2 separate regions of the Anser cygnoides genome follow, and region 2 is linked to region 1. A link is a contact called in public Hi-C data. All regions are on one chromosome and are shown on one strand. Each heading gives the region's core, a stretch centred on a gene start, on an enhancer-like site or on the middle of the called end of the contact. The rest is flanking DNA. Distances are from core to core; before and after follow the strand shown. Region 1 overlaps RREB1 (ras responsive element binding protein 1). Region 2 overlaps LOC106034886 (a long non-coding RNA gene).

Region 1 (3,239 bases), core at 693-3,192:
TTTTACACAGAAAGAAGGATTTTGACCGAGCTTTCAGATCTGGGCAAACACCCCTGCAAAAAGCCCATGCTCCTCTCAGACGGGTCATTCCTATTTCCAGAATCAGTGGCTCCCAGATTTTGCTGATTTACAGTGCCGAGCAACCACATGCAGGCAGAGAGGAAGGCAAGTTGCACAGGAAAGGCCTGCTCTTTCTATCACCCTTTTCCTATTCACCATTCACTAAGGCTGTAAAATGCTTTCCAGTCTGCTTTTTATCCTGCAGGTACTCACAGCTGGCAAGTGCAAGAGCAGAGAGCTGCCCTTGCAAAAGCCCCTACAGAGCACACAACCTTGTCCTGGCTGACCACGTTTGTGTTGCTTCTCTGAGGCGAGGAAATGAAGGTGGCACAGTTTCACGGAGTCAAAGAGTTGTGACACAGGAGCCAAAGAAGATGGGAGACGTAAGAGAGGGAGTGGACAGGCGGGGAGGTGAGGCCACAGGGAGGCGGCCATGTGAAGCTGCAGCTCGGCTGCTGCCTCTTCAGCTTCTGGGAAAAAACAAACTTCTCAGGAGATATATTCATAAGCAAAACCTCAAGGACTCCATCTGAGAATGCAAAAACTTTTCCTACTGCATGAAAGAAACCACTATATAGCTGTAGCCAAAATCACTTTTTCCTTCAAACTGTGGCAAGAAAAGACTTTTGCTGAAGTCTATTTACAATTCAAGCTGCAATTTTAAGTCGGTCTATTCAGAACAGTCCACTTTGTCTTTTAGAGGTGGCAAGCAAGAAACAAAACAAGGAGTAAACTGCTTTCCTGCATACACAAACAAAATTATCAAGAGAGACACACTGAACATGGAAAGTTTCAGATAAAAGAGCAGATAGAGATCAAGGTGGGGAGTCTGCTGGTTTGGTTCTGTTTTCCTGTGTGTTTTTTTTCCTTGGAACTAAGGTGGAATAGAGAGTAGAGCTTGAGATACTGAGGAGTTATTAGATAAAACAGGGTGTTGTAGTGGAAACGATTTGGGGACTTTAAAGCAAGTGTTTATTGCCAAACACTCCTGACATCCCAAGAGAAATGTCAGCAAACCCATCACATAAATAATGCTCAAAACTGGAGCAGACAGAGCACTGGAAATGAATGTTGGACAAGCAGCTGGCATTACCAGTCGGATGAGCCAATGACTTACTATTTTTCCTATGTTAACTGAAATAACCCCAGCTTTTTCTTTTTTTTATTATTTTACAATAGGCCCAGCCACCACTAGGTGGTAGCAGCTTAGTAAGTTTGGTACTTTTTATGAACTTGCACCCTGCTGCTCTTCTACCCACAATTTGGAGAACATCTTTCCAACCTGCAGTCACCTTGCAAAAACATGGGGGCTATCTTTGTCCATTTTTATTGTAAACACTCTAACATTTAGCCACCTTCATTACAACACATTAAATCATACACAAAGTTAAATATTTAATTTGCCCATGGTTGAGGGATCTTCGTTCATATCTTGGAAATTAAAAAATTAAAGATAGAAAAGGACTTTTTAAAGTAAAGGGAACTAAACACATCTGGGGAAAAAGGAGAGAACCAAAACTGGAAAGGGGTTATTAAATGAAACAGCTGGTTGAAACTAATACCCTGGAGAACAGATGAAGAGCACAATGATGTTTGCCTTTTACACAAGCTGGGATCCCCCGGTACCTTCAAGTGAGCAGTTCAAGTCACCAACACAAACAAAGGCATTCAGGACCAGATCTGACTGCACCTAGCAAGTGGAAATCTGCACTGAACTGGGGGAAAAAAGGCCAGAGACTTTCAGTTCACAGTGAATTCTCCTGTTTATCAGAAAGGCAGTTTTATGTAAAGCTGGCAATACACTCAGGAAGTTATATATCATGTCCTCAGTATCTTCTACACAACAGCTCTAGCATTCAGTCCAACTTCATGGCTCTTCTGTTTGCCACTCACTCCTGCTCTAAGCAACTCTTGCTTTGCCGTGAGCCACAGCTCTGGAGTGGCTGTTAAACTTTGTCTGACAGAAAATGCAGTTTCAAGCCCTTTGTCCTCTAGGAAATAACCACAAATGTAGTTCAGAGGTACAGACAACTATGACAGTTTGGAAAAACAAAAAGTCCTCCGCTATAACCAGGGCTCACATGATTTCTGTGGTGATCACAGAGTGGCAGATTTCTAGAGCAAAGATGAATTCTGCTAAAGACTAATCGGAAAATTCACTGTTGAGCATACTTACTTCGTAAATATTTGCCTAGTTAGCACAGAGCAGTTGTTTTTGACTCTCTCACATCAGAAGCAAGCTCTTTAAAGAAAGTGATCTTTCCTTAGGAAAGTGTCTTTCTGAATTATGTAACAGATAATCCCTTACCCCATTCCCATCCCACATCTCACCTCCATCGACTACATTTTGTCACAAGAAAGGAGCATTCAGAAGGGCCTAAGGAGGCGAGGGCAGGCTTGCTTTAACATGATGAAAGTGGGCGATTCACTAAATTGCTCCACCGTACAGCTGCAGCACTCTGCCCTGGCCCGAGCGCTGTGAGCCACCCCTCCTGGATTAGATACTCTCCTCCTGTGTCACGAGCTGTCGTCAGGCTGCTCCTTCTGCTCCACCAAGCAAGGACACGCATGAGCCCCATCGCTTACACACATTGCCCGACTCCTATTCAAAGCCACCATCCTGTTTTTCCTTTCGTTTTAAAGCAAGACCAAAAGAAGCCCTCTATAAACTTGTTCCCAATGACACTCTATTGAATTGTGCGTCCTGTCTTACACCTCACCTTAAAGCTTTCCTCTCCACTTCCTTTAGGGCAGACCAAATGCCTCCCAAGCATCTCCCCTCATTCCCTTTCCTTTCAGCATACAGTGCAATCTGGACTATGGTTCACTTGCAGGTCTAGCCTTCACAGGGCTTCTCCTGTGATTCCCAACCACAACGCTCACCCAGAACGAAAAGAGAAATTACCCCTTTTAAACCGAGCCACAGCATCAAATTGTAATTTACTTCCACTGATTCTGAAATCCATTTTGCTTGGATGGTGGAGGAAGACCACAGGTCCAAAGCTGCTGAATGATTCTGGCCTGTGATTAAACACCAGCTGGTGAAGCCTGCTAGAAACACTCAGCCGTGCTACAAAGTGCACGCGGTAATGCTACCAGCACAGGAGCTGGGCTCCTTTCTTGCTTTCTGAAGCTGCTATTTGAAGACACAAAGCGTTTGATAGCAAAGCCAATTTCAA
Region 2 (3,006 bases), core at 371-2,870, 230 kb after region 1:
CTTTAATCGTAAGGAATGCTGCATCTGGGATTTTGACCCTTCAGCTGCGTGGAAGGATTTGTGGTAGGAAGCAGGCCAGGGAACTAACTGAGCCTAAAATAAGCAAATAAAACCACAGCACAACTCCTGTGTGTTGACAGGACCAGGAGCTCCTTCAGCGAGTTCTGCTGCTGAAGGACTCATAGCAGCAGAATACAATTGAAGTGTTGGACTTCATTCAAATTAGATTGAGTCTTCCTACCAGCCCTTTCTGCTGTGTGACCACCAGTCTGTTTCTAGGAGGCCTCTCCACTTATTTCATCTTTTAGACTGCAAACTGCTGTCCAGACAAACTGCTTTGCTTGGTCTGGCTGCTTCGTTTTAGATTGAGCAGAAGATGTTTCACACCTTAATATTCTTCTGTTGTTAGCTCTGTCTCATCAGTGTTTGGGGTTTCATTTTAAGTAGGAGGTTAAAAAAAAAAAACAAAAACAAAACAAACAGAACCAGGCAGAAACAACACAGAAAATCTGCAGATAATATGCTTCATAATCCTGATGGAAATCTCAGTTGTGTGAAGGTCTGCCTGAAGAGATCGTGATTGCAGCCAAGCCAATGCAGAAAAATTTCCCTGAACTGCCTCACAGATGGACTGGAGGACTGGAGATGATGTGTTGTGCCTTTGTGTGTGTGCGTGCCACAGAGTATTCAGGTGTGATTTAAAATCTGAGGTACTTCAGAGTCTACTTGAATTAGAGCTTCTTATCTTGGTTGTTCTGGGGATTTGCATCCATTTTGCTCTTTCTGTCTGACCAGCAAATGCCAGTGTCAGCGGTTTGCTATTCAGACAAGATTATGAGAGACTTGTGTGAGCAAGCAGCAGTGGTGTGGAGTAGAAAAACTCTGCAGTGTTGTTTCCTTGCCACGTTCTGCAACTGCAGAAGCAAAACTCATCTTAGCAGTGGCTTCAGGCCTGCTTGTTTGTTTGTACTCATCATCCAGAAGGTAACAATGTGTTTATAAACGTGTCTTCTGTTGTGTGTTCACCTTTAGAGGTGTTGATGAAAGAATTAGGGATGGAAAATATTGTGTATTCCTGATCTGGATCTACAGTTCCCTAACATCCAGGGAGAACAAACCAAGCTATGAATAATAAATACAGGCTCTGGGGCAAAACTATTTTCCATTCATAAAATTCAGTAAAGGCTGAGTAGTAATTTCTAAACATGTTGAAAAGCAACAAGAACTCCATCTTGGGACCAGAAAGCTTCTGATGGCTTCTTCAGCTTTTGCTATGCCACCGTTAATAGGTAAATTGGTCTCCAGCTGACTGATGCAGCTTGGTTTAGTTCCCAGCCTGAGTAGTTTGAACTTGAAAAAATAAGGGAAAAACAAAACCCTTTTTTCCTTCTTTGATTTTTCTCTTGGCTTTCAGAATGGGAAAGCCAAATGGGTTAGCGGGAGCGTAACTTGAATAAATAAAGTAGGGAGAACAGATGAAAGTTGTAGCATTGTGTTTTGGGCTGAATTAAAAGCTATTGAGCAGACTCTGACATTTCTGAGATGATGGGGTAGTGATTGGCATCTTGTGATCTGATGTTGGTCCTGCAGTTACCCAAGGGGTTCTCTGGGGCAACAGGCAGAGCGCTCCTTGGAGAGAGGTAAAGCACCATCATTTGATTTGGGTACTTTAGGATTTGGGTATTTCAGTAAAGGGTATCTTGAGCATTCAGTAGGAAAACCTGATTATGACTTGCTCTCCTCCTGCCCTGGAACAGCCTGTTGCTTTTCTAACTGTTTGTCAAGTGGCTAAAGGAGGTGAAGTTTTGCAAGCGACAAGAAAGCACCCTGGATCAAAGTATCGCATTTTTCAAGGTAAGGCTGCATCAAACTGTGGAGAAACAAATCAGCATGGTGAAGAACAATCTGTGCATTTTATCACTCTGACCTCAGCTGTAAAACCTGCCATAAGAAAGCTAATAAAATGGGAGCCACACAAGCAAACAGAGGGCACGGGATTATCAGCAAACATTTATTTTGGCTCTGGTGGAGCCACTCTCCTGATCAAAGCGGCTGGAGTTTGAACCTCCTAAGTTGTTCCCTGCATGGTTTGGGTGTGCCTTGCTCCTGCACTGATGGCATCAGTATGCTCTGTGCAGCTGAGTGGAAGAGGGAAGATATGGTAGGGAGAAGGAAACTGCATGTGAGGCTGTTGTACTGCAGTGTGAGACAACAGTAGCTCATTTTAGCTTTGCCAGCTGCTGCCTGGGTTAGGAAAACAACCTAAGGCTTATTGTATAACTAGATAGTACAGGCATTATCATAGGGCCAACGGGGAATGCTTTACCATCTTGCAGGCTCATTCCTGACAGACTGAGAAGCTCTGCAACCCTTATCATCAAAATACCCCGCTGGCAGAAATCCCCCAGAGCCTCAGGCAGGGTTCTTTGAGAGCCTCTTCTTCTGTCCGATCTCTCTGTTCAGGCTTTGCGCCAACTGGAGATGCCTGAATCCCTCTTAGCAATTTGTCTCCTGGCTGATGCTAACTGCTCCTCTGTGATCCTTTCAGGCTCCTTGGTCAGTGTCCTGTGTCCATGGAGGCGGAGGGTTCTCAGTGGGTGAACGTGGTGCTCAGTCTCACTTATTGGGGAAATATTTAATGAGCTTCTGGGAGCAGCTGACATGGATGAAAAACACCGTAATGGTATGGAAACAGAGGGAGGAGAAAGTTTTAAGGCCTCACGAGCAGGATCTTTCTATGCAAATATTTTGTTTCACTGTATAGGTTTAAGAGCAGAACAAAGGCAGCTTTATTTCTGACTTTTATTGCTGTTTGTTTTCTCACTATTTTTATTCCTTCTGTATCTTTTTCCTTGCATGCTGTTGGGGAAATTGTTGTAGACACTGATGCGCTTGAAATCAGGTCTAGTTTAAGGCCAGCTCCTCATATGTTTAAATCAGAGAGCACTGAGAGACAAATGGGGGAGCTGGGCTGAGAATATCTGCTAATGTGATGGCTTTTCTCAA

What was found. Hi-C and Micro-C count contacts between places; a contact is called where the count stands out from the background.
Region 2: a contact with region 1 is called in a Hi-C map of liver, with 2.1 times the contacts expected there. The contact joins two enhancer-like sites. A contact is called at or near these places in 2 of 7 Hi-C or Micro-C datasets (granulosa cells and liver).

What each region holds. Positions count from the first base shown.
Region 1 is chr2:72,553,484-72,556,722 of Taihu_goose_T2T_genome, forward strand. The region is part of intron 9 of RREB1 (ras responsive element binding protein 1); the gene reads right to left. Among named protein-coding and RNA genes, the nearest start is that of SSR1, 35 kb to the left of the region's middle. Within about 2 kb of position 1,943, at least 1 of the 3 cell types and tissues checked has open chromatin away from gene starts, as enhancers often do. A contact at or near this core is called in liver, where this site is marked.
Region 2 is chr2:72,781,656-72,784,661 of Taihu_goose_T2T_genome, forward strand. The region is part of intron 1 of LOC106034886 (a long non-coding RNA gene); the gene reads left to right. Among named protein-coding and RNA genes, the nearest start is that of LY86, 31 kb to the right of the region's middle. Within about 2 kb of position 1,621, at least 2 of the 3 cell types and tissues checked have open chromatin away from gene starts, as enhancers often do. A contact at or near this core is called in liver, where this site is marked.